2 separate regions of the Mus musculus genome follow, and region 1 is linked to region 2. A link is a contact called in public promoter capture Hi-C data. All regions are on one chromosome and are shown on one strand. The core of a region is the stretch at or near the end of the contact, and the rest is flanking DNA. Distances in the headings are between cores, read along the strand shown.

Region 1 (5,110 bases), core at 1,335-3,834, 180 kb before region 2:
GCTACACACAGGGTTAGAATTAAGGGAAAGCCAGAATTCACCACCTAGGTTATCTTGCTTTTTGGTCATGTTGTAAAGGGACAGATTCTGGAGGCTACACAGTTGCCAGTCTAGTATCAGTTCCCACGAGCTTCGCTGACAAGGCCTTGAGTCTGTGGGTTAGGGTGGCAAGGGTTTCCTGAATTACTTTCCAGAGACTATTTCCAGGGGCTATTTTGCAGAAAGCAGTGATCCCCCCCCCCCCATTAGGCCTGTCAAAAGTGCCTGCTGGGTGATGAGAACAGAATGGAAGGCTAGATTTCTGCCTCTATACTGAGTCTGCCCCTTTGCAGCTTTAACTTTTGGGTAAGGTTGGCTTGACCTAAACCTCTTTCCTCCCCTTCATGCCCAGATAAAAGTCACTAAGGCAACGTCCCCCCTCTAAGCCACTGTAGTATGACCTAGGAGTCTCCCAGTCCTATCCATGGCCCCCTCCTCCTCTCCCCTCCATGTAAAGCTTGTGCACATAGCTGACACCCCAAGACAGTCATCTCTGGCAGCAGCCTCTCAGTTGTGTGTGTGTTCCTGCCAACAGTTCACCCTCAAGTCATTGACCTTTCGTTGCTAAAAAGTAGCAGGCTGTCCTCACAAGCAGTTACGTTAGCATGCCACAGTCACTGTGGCAGGGCTCACTTGCCCAGAGGACAGCCTGCACCTTACTCCTCCTGACGTCACCATCAGCACTAACGGAGCAGGGGGGCAGGCCTACAGATGGGTTAATCCATGCAGAGAAACAACTGTCTCCCAACCTCTGACACTGGTGTCTAGATTACTGAGGGGCCACACTGACAATCTCGTTCCCAATTATCTGTCACGTATCCAGAGTGGATCTCTGCAGCACTAGAACTGCCTATGGTGCCTAGATTCCCCCAACAAGGCTCCTGGTTCATCACCTGGGCCTGGGCTCAAACGTGGCCATGGTAGGTTATGTATTCTTTCCCCAGTGGAGTAGGCAGAAACAAGATTGAGACCATCATACACAGAACATAGCAGGAAGGCCCAACAGCAAAATGCTATGGGGCTACTCCCAAGCACTGTTAATAGAGTGTGTTCCTAGTTACTGTGAATATGGAAAAAGAGTACCTGTGGGGTCCTGTGTTACCTGTCGAGAACCTGCCATATCAAAATGAATAAGGGTCCAAAGGCAAGATATAGGCTCCTTCACAAAGCCTGTTTTTATGATGATATTTTCTCAAACTAACAAAATTAGTTACAATGAAAAACAAAACTGTAATAACAATTCCTTACTGTGAGCACTGACTGCTCTTCCAGAGGTCCTGAGTTCAATTCCCAGCAACCACATGGTGGCTCACAACCATCTGTAATGGGATCTGGTGCTCTCTTCTGGTGTGTCTGAAGACAACTACAGTGTACTCATATAAATAAAAATAAATAAATATTTTTAAAAAATAATTCCTTATTGATTGTCTTAACTTGACAGTTTGGATGTCAGATTGTTAGATTATTACTTTGTGGTAGAACATGTGGTTAGCATGTGGGGAACCCTGGTTTCAGTCCTAGATGAGAGAGAGAGAGAGAGAGAGAGAGAGAGAGAGAGGAGGAGGAGGAAGAAGAGGAGGAAGAAGAGGAGGAGGGAGAGGAGGAGGAGGGAGAAAACAAGAAAAAAGAATAGATAACATTTCAGCTTAACTTGAATAAGTCCTTGCAGGTGTGCAGCACCCCCCAGGTCCACACAGCCTCACTGACTGACCAGTAAACTCAACATTTCACAGTGTCTGCTACAAGCCCGGAGCAGTGCAGCCAGGCAGCCAGGGTGTGTGTGTGTGTGTGTGTGTGTGTGTGTTTGTCTGTTGGGGTGTGGTGTTGGGGGCTCTGTGTGTGTGTCTGTTGGGGTGTGGTATTAGGGGCTCTGTGTGTGTGTCTGTTGGGGTGTGGTGTTGGGGGCTCTGTGTGTGTGTGTGTCTGTTGGGGTGTGGGGTTGGGGGCTCTGTGTGTGTGTGTGTCTGTTGGGGTGTGGGGTTGGGGGCTGTGTGTGTGTGTGTCTGTTGGGGTGTGGTGTTAGGGGCTCTGTGTGTGTATCTGTTGGGGTGTGGTGTTGGGGGCTGTGTGTGTGTGTGTCTGTTGGGGTGTAGGGTTGGGGGCTCTGTGTGTGTGTGTGTCTTTTGGGGTGTGGGGTTGGGGACTCTGTGTGTGTGTGTCTGTTGGGTGTGGGGTTGGGGGCTGTGTGTGTGTGTGTCTGTTGGGGTGTGGGGTTGGGAGCTGATGTGTTTCTCCAGGAGCTGAGAACTAGGGAAAGGAGATATAGCGCAGTGTTGGGAGGTGCACCCACAGATGCAATTGGAGACTAGCAGGAGGCTTAGGTAATTCCAAATACAGGCAATAGAGGAAGTTCCAGGGGCTGGAGAGATGGCTCAGCGATTAAGACCATGTATTTCCCTCCCGAAGGACTTGAGTCCAATCCCCAGCAGCCACTGGACTTCGTAATCAGACATGCGTGTCTGTGCTGTGGTAGCTACTTCCTTTGTTGCTGATGGCACTCAGTCTGTGCACCCCTGCATCCTTCGCACCTGCCTTGCTGCTGAGACACTCCCTAGGTTCCTTTCTTTTCTGGCCAGCCTCTTCCGGTCCCCATGACACGACTTCCTGTGGTTCTCCTTTCAAGTCGGTGAGGCCCTTTCTTCCTCAGCAGACAGCCACAGCGGCTATCCTCTGAGGTAGCAGACTCAGTCTCTCTCCTGAGGTGGATCACTGGCCCAACTAACACAGCTGAATTGTTAGTAAAGGCCTGTCCAGTTTCCTCAGCCTCATGCCCCAAGCAGGCATACATACTATGTGAATCTAAAATAAACTCAGTGTGGCTGCTGAAGATAAGTACTTAGCTTAGCAGATAAGTACTTGCCACACAAGCCTGATGACCCGAGTTCCACCCAGAATCCGTGTTAAATACATTGCCTTCTAAAACGCAAAAGCCTGTGAGATAAATTAATTTCTAAATCCTTTGACAGCCACACAGGAGGAAGCCTGACAGCTGGGCTTTCTGTGAGGACATGAACGAGCAAGGGCTTTGCATATATTATCTGTCAGTCTGGACAGCTCCAGAAGTTGATTGCTGTTCCCATTTTATAAAGTGGCAAACAGAGGCTCAGAAAAGATAGGTGGCTGGCCTGAGGATATTCTACAACTTACGGATGCCTCGGGAAAATGTGTATGGCATGAAGGTGATCCCTGCCCTAGGAAAATGGGGTGGGGTGGGGTGGGGATCCTAAAGGATGTTAGAGGGCAGAGATAAGAAAATAAGTAGCCTGCCTGGGTTGCCCTGGCCGAGGCTGCTCTCTAACCTGCTCTGGCCCTTACTTCCTTCCCGTGCCCGTGGTTAGGGCTATCTGAGGGTGTCTGTGTATTCTGCTGTTCTCATTCCGTATCAGACATGCTGTCTCCTCTTCCACCTCTGCCATGGCCTGGATGCTTACACCCTACAAAATGAGAGTGCTGAATTCCGATCACCCACCACACCACGTGATGCTATTAGGGGATGCGCAATTAGATCTCAGACCTGTGAGAAACGAATGTGTACGGTTTCTGAGCCACCATGCCTGTGGTACTATGTCACAGCAGCCCAACCCAACCCAACTGAATGCAGGTCCCAGGGAGGGGTCCCCTCCCTGATCCCCAAAGGGGAAAGCTGATGATGAAACGCAGTACCAAGTGTGAGGGACTTCATCATGAGCAAGGTGACTGCTGCCTTGGACTATGGTGGCTCCACCACCAGGAGCCCCAGTTGGCAATGAGGTGGCCTAGATCCTTCACTATCTGTTTTGTTTTGTTTTGTTTTGCTTTGCTTTGCTTTGCTTTGCTTTGCTTTGCTTTGCTTTGCTTTGCTTTGCTTTGCTTTGCTTTGCTTTGCTTTGCTTTGCTTTGCTTTGTTTTTTTCAAAAGACAATTAGCCTGGTCTCCTTGGTAAAGGAAAAAAAATGGCTGAGTTGCCTACAGCCTCTTTCTGTCAACAGCCTCTCCACTGCCTGCCTGTGACCACTTCTCTCCTTAGCTTACCTCACTGAGGGGAGGGGAGCTGTGTCCCAGAGCATGGCCCAGGCTGCGCCTCGGTGCAGCGGCACTGGGGACAGGTGAGACAAGGTGCCTGGAACCCAACAGTAAGGGGAGGATACCTCTTACCTCCAAAGGCTGGCCTCATGGTGAAGTCGTGGTCCTCTACCCTGAGCAGAGGCCGAGGCTTTCCTGGCCGCATCTTGGTCACATCAAGGTTCTTTTTATACAAATGGCTGCAAAGAAAGAGAAATGGGTTTCCATGGCCCACCGAGGCTCTGGAGAGACCGAGTGGATGGAAGACTGCCTGCAGGGTCCACCTGTTCAGCATTTCTTCTTTATTCTGATGCACACAAGGAGGCAGAAGACTAAAGGGTCTCTACACTGCCCACACCCTCACAAGGATGTCCACCCCAGGACAGATCCTTCCAGAACATTCCTGAGAGCAGATAGCATCCCCTGAGGACATTTTGTACCTGCCAAGGTCTTAGTGAGTTGCGACTAGATGAAAGTGTTTAAGCTGGGGAGTGGTGAAAATTATGACTTTTTTTTTTCTTTTAAAACAATTTCCCAAAGCTGAGCATGATGGTTTGGTGACGCACACCTTCGATCCCAGCACTCAGGAGGCAGAGGCAGGGGGATCTCTGTGAGTACAACCAGCCTGGTCTACTGAGTGAGTTCCAGGGCAGTCAGGGCTGCATGGTGAGACTCATGTCTTACAATATGGTTTGTAATAAATATGTTGTGACACAAACATCCCCAAAGCTCTAAACACTGCTTGCCCCAGCTAGAGCTGCAGTGGCTTCTGTCAGTCCAGAGGACAGATCTGTCCATCCCTCACCTAGCTAGGTCTCCTCATTGTCTTATACTCTTTGCAGATTAACTTTGTCACATGAGCAGTCAACTGCCGAAGACTGTAAAGCATTTGCCTACTGGACGGTTATTCTGCAGCAAGAAGGATGGTTAGTTAGTCTATGCAGGGTATCTAGGCTGTACTATTTGTATTTCTCTGGCGACCTGAAAGGTGGGATCTAAGCGCATCTCTGTGTGTCTGTGTCAAGCCCAA
Region 2 (4,600 bases), core at 461-2,960:
ATGGACTCTTCCAGATACCTCTGCCTTTTCTCTCCCTCATCTACAATGAACGCCTTCAACTCAGCCATACCTAGAGGCAGTCCCTGTCCTCCCTTCAGTCATTTCTTAGCATCAGCAGGCAGCTGCCATCATGGGAGAGGCCTGGGATGCCTGGCTCATGGTGAGTCAAGGACAAACTTTGCCTCCAGAGACTGTCCTGGAAAAGACAAACAGGAGGCAATTCAAAATGCCCTTCCCTGCTGTGGGACCAGTTTATGGCGGGATGACCTGCAGACAGTTGGGAGGTAGTCCCGGGCACACATAGGTACAGAATAAAAAGTGGCAAAGCCACAGAGAGGCTTCTTGGCAGTGGGCAGCAGTCGGTGAAGAGGCATAGCTGGCCAAAGTGCTGAGAATGGAACCGTGAATGTGTGAAGCTTCTACACTGCCATTTCCAGCACTAATAAAGCCTTAGGAATCCTAATCCGAGAATAAATTTTCTGTCTCTGGTGTCTGATAAGGGTGTAGTCTGTTTGGCTACCAAGCATGTTTTTGTAATAAAATGAGCTTGTGTGATTGGTTGGCTGTTAAATGATGTCAGTTTCTATGTTTTTCACTCAAAGTGAGTGAAGTCAGCATGCACAGGCCTCCCCAGAAGGAGAGCTCGGTTCCCTCAGTTCAGCTTTGCACACGTAGGCCATCTCCCTTCAGAGCCCCTGCCCAGGCTTCCTCCCTAGAAATGGCTTGTCCTCGCTCGCCTCCTGCCTGTCTCCCTGTTGCTGTTTTGCATACTTTCAGTTCTTTGGTGGCAATCTTCTTTCTTCACGAGCAGCTAGCTTGCTCGTGACTGGTTTTGTGTGTGCTTTGTTTGTCATGGGCTCAGTTTTGAATTATCTTAAGTGGTTTGAATGGTCTGCCCTATCCATCTTTCCCTACAAGCCCTGTTTCTGACATGTAGAGCCAGGAAGATAGGACCTCCATGAACCAGAAATAGGAGCTCGAGCCTCCCGCTGTTGTTGAGCTGCGCTCCAACCTTTTTATCTGTAAAAATGATGTATCTCTGGGAGGGAGTCCCAGGAGCTGTCAGCCCTCATCGGTTCTGTTTGCAGGCTCTGAAATATGCCTCCTCAAGTTGCAGCTTGTGGCTACTGCTGAGGATGGGGTGGCAGCCTCCCTGTTTCTTGATGGTTCTAACCCTGCAGGGCAATGGATGTTCCATGGGCCATTTTCCGAGTCGGGTATGGAGTTAGAACTCCCCAACTGTTTCGTAGTCAGGGTCTCCAGAGGGACACAATCACTAGGAGCTACTTGTTCATATAACTCTAGGAGACTCAGAAGGCTCACACGTTTATAGGGATTGAGAAGTGGAACCATTTGTCACAGTAGACTGGAGAGCAGAGATTCTAGCTTAAGTCTGAAAGCCTGAAAAGGAAGAAATGTAAAGCAGAGAAGGTAATCCCCAGTACAGATCCCCTGTGTGAGGTTTATGTGCCCACGGGAGCTAGAGGTGGCTGATCCCCAGGAGCTAAAGATGTAGCAGTTGTGGGCCGTCTGATGAGGGTGCTGAGAACTGAACTCAAGCTCTGAACCGCCGAGCCATCTCTCCAGTCCCCTTGAGAACCTTACTATCGCTAAGGAAGGGGAAAGTAAGCAGTTGTTTGGAATCCCTTTCGGTTTGGCCTGATTCCGTGGTGACGTTATGTAAGTAATGCATTCTCTCTGTGCAGCGGGGAGTTCAGTAGCCTGGTTTCCTTTCAGAGGCACAGCGTCAGGGAGCTCTGCTTTGTACAGTTCCCAGACAGCTTCAGTCACCCCCTGGCAGCTCTCCAATATAGAGTCAGTCAGGGCCAGCAGGTGGAAGCCAGGGCAGAGGGGGAGAGGAAGGGATGCCTGGCCAGAGAGGGCTTGCTCGCTCTGACACTAGTCAAGAGAAACCGACACGGGAAATCTTAGCTTGTGGAGATAGAGAGGTCCTGGCAGCAGTTGAACCATATAAAAGTCAAAGAGTTGCTTCTAGAAAATCTATTCATCCCATTTCCATGTTTGAATGCCAGGAATCAGACTGAAGAGATGGCTCAGCAACTAACAACACATACTGTTCTTGTAGAAGACCCGAGTTCGGTTCCTAGCACCCACGTTGGGCAGCTCATAGCTGCCTGCAATTCTGGCTCCTGAGTATTAACACCTCTGGCCTCCTGGTGCTTCTACTGGTATATGCCCCACACAGGCGCACACACACCTGCCCAGAATTAAAAATGAAACAAAATCTTTTGTAAAAAGGCTATATGTTGGGTTTATTCTTACCATGCATGCACAGAATGCAATATTAGGCATCCATGGGAGACCTTGTTATCCTCGGTGTGCCTTAGGACTATAAGTGAAGGATTCAAGATGAATCTTTACTGCAGCACATCCCGGAGAGAACTGTGAGTCTGTGGGAGGAGGCAGGACAGCTCCTTGGCCTGAGAGATGCGTCCATCTCCTGGGGCGAGAGGGTTGCTCCTGCCTGGGACTCCAGCCAGTGTATTGGGTCTGATCTTTTCCTTAGCCTCTGCTTTCACAGCTATGCCACTGTTAGGCTGCAGAAAGGCGAGAGCAGAATCACTAAAGTGAGACACAGGGACAAATGAGTACGTTCTGGTTGGAAGGATAGTTAAGTCTTGTCATCTGTCATCCTAGGTGTCCTCTAGCTTCTCCAGTGAGCACTCCGGGCCTTTGGTCACGCAGTTTACTTCATCTGGAGTGCCCCTTTGTCCGGCCTATTCTGTTTAATCATGTACCTGCTGAAATCCCCTTTCCGTGCAGGGCATCTCCCTGACCTCACAGGGAGGTCTGTTCCCTCGGGTGTGCGTCACCACTACACCCTCTACCCTCTCTTCACAGCACACTTCACACACACAGCTCCTCCACCAGAGTCAGGCTCCAGCAGACGTGAGGCTCAATGAGGGCAGGGAGCTTCTTGGGTTTGCTGTTGTCTCTGCCATTTCCGGGTTGCTCAAGTGTCATCCAGTGAATGAGAGAGGCGAATGCTTACAGGGTGCTAGGTTCTTCCCTTATGTAAAAAAACCACCGTAGCCGGGTGTGGTGGCGCACGCCTTTAATCCCAGCACTTGGGAGGCAGAGGCAGAGGCAGGCGGATTTCTGAGTTCGAGGCCAGCATGGTCTACAAAGTGAGTTCCAGGACAGCCAGGGCTATACAGAGAAACCCTGTCTCGAAAGCCAAAATAAGAGAAAAAAAAGAAAAGCCACCATGAGGGAAACATCATTTACGCTGACAGACAGACTGAGGCCCAGGGCTGCTTGGCACTTTGGCCAAGGCCATGTTATCAGCCTTAAGAAGGCTGGCCCTCAAAAGAATTAATAAAACTGCTAGCCAGCCTGTATCGTGTCCACCAAGGGTCGGACATCGATTTTTTTTTTTAAAGATTTATTTATTTATTTATTATATGTAAGTACACTGTAGCTGTCTTCAGACACTCCAGAAGAGGGCGTCAGATCTCGTTACGGATGGTTGTGAGCCACCATGTGGTTGCTGGGATTTGAACTTTGGACCTTCGGAAGAGCAGTCGGGTGCTCTTACCCACTGAGCCATCTCACCAGCCCTTGGACATCGATTTGACACTTGCAGTGACTTAATGAGATAGGCAGCATTTGAATGTCCACAGTATACGGTGCCTTCTGGTATTAACCCCAGAGAAACTGCATGAAGCTCTGTGTTAGCTGTCACTCCGATAGAATCAAGACTCAGAGGAGACTCTTGGGCATGCCAAGTTATCCTGGGTGGGAAGTTATCCTGAGTGTGTTAGTTGAGGCAGAAGATCTTGTCCGTAGTGGGTGGGTCTGTTCCCTGCCTGGGACCCTGGATCATGAAAGTGAAGAAGAGCCGCTGAGTAGTGGGCTGTGTTCACTGCCCTCTGCTCCCCGTCCGTTGACTGACATGAGTGTCAGGCTGACTTAGGCTTTTGCTGCATTGACTTTTGCTACATCGACTTTCCCCACTTCGATGTAATCCCAGCTCCAGGATGTTAGCTCTGGCCCCTAAACTAGGAGACGGGATGAACATTTCTCTCTTAGGTTGCTTTTGTCGGGGGATTTGAGTGTAGTAACAGAAAAAGAAACTAAGGCAAGATGTTCTGGGTGGTGGGAACCTGGAGTCTGCAGCTTGTGAGAAGGCTTTCTTGGTACCCTCTACTCTTGTGGACCGTCTTCTGTTCTTTCCTTCTTTGCGCCAATCAGTAGGAGTTAGTTAGCAAGCCTGGCTAATAAGATGTCCCACTGAAGGACACAATGCTGCTCTCTCCAAGTTGAAAGAAACCTTGTTAATTTCAAGGAACCTATTGTCTGCAACTACCATGAGAGAGAGAGAGAGAGAGAGAGAGAGAGAGAGAGAGAGAGAGAGAGAGAGAGAGAGTGTGTGTGCATGTATGTTTGTGCGTGTGTATCTGTTGCTTCTGCCTGTAATTGCTACATTATCCTCAAAACTGCCATTGTTCCCAGTGCCTCATACAGGTTAACTGGGGATGGGTAGTGTCGATGCAAAACCACAGCTTTTATCTTACAGGAAGCAGTAGCTAGTTTGAGAATGGCCTAAGAGTATAGGTTTAGATTACCAAAAATCCTG

The links. Promoter capture Hi-C pulls out the DNA fragments that hold promoters and counts their contacts.
Region 1: a contact with region 2 is called in a promoter capture Hi-C map of hematopoietic stem and progenitor cells, with 2.1 times the contacts expected there. The contact joins two enhancer-like sites. A contact is called at or near these places in 4 of 39 promoter capture datasets (the 3T3-L1 cell line, embryonic stem cells and hematopoietic stem and progenitor cells) and 1 of 9 other capture datasets (liver).

What each region holds. Positions count from the first base shown.
Region 1 is chr4:33,070,520-33,075,629 of GRCm38.p6, reverse strand. Gabrr2 (gamma-aminobutyric acid (GABA) C receptor, subunit rho 2) reads right to left here. Exons shown (of 9, transcript NM_008076.3): 2 at 4,174-4,280. Among named protein-coding and RNA genes, the nearest start is that of Gabrr2, 10 kb to the right of the region's middle. Within about 2 kb of position 2,584, at least 113 of the 459 cell types and tissues checked have an H3K27ac peak or open chromatin away from gene starts, as enhancers often do. A contact at or near this core is called in hematopoietic stem and progenitor cells, where this site is marked.
Region 2 is chr4:32,886,606-32,891,205 of GRCm38.p6, reverse strand. All of the region lies in intron 1 of Ankrd6 (ankyrin repeat domain 6), which reads left to right. Among named protein-coding and RNA genes, the nearest start is that of Ankrd6, 62 kb to the left of the region's middle. Within about 2 kb of position 1,710, at least 127 of the 459 cell types and tissues checked have an H3K27ac peak or open chromatin away from gene starts, as enhancers often do. A contact at or near this core is called in hematopoietic stem and progenitor cells, where this site is marked.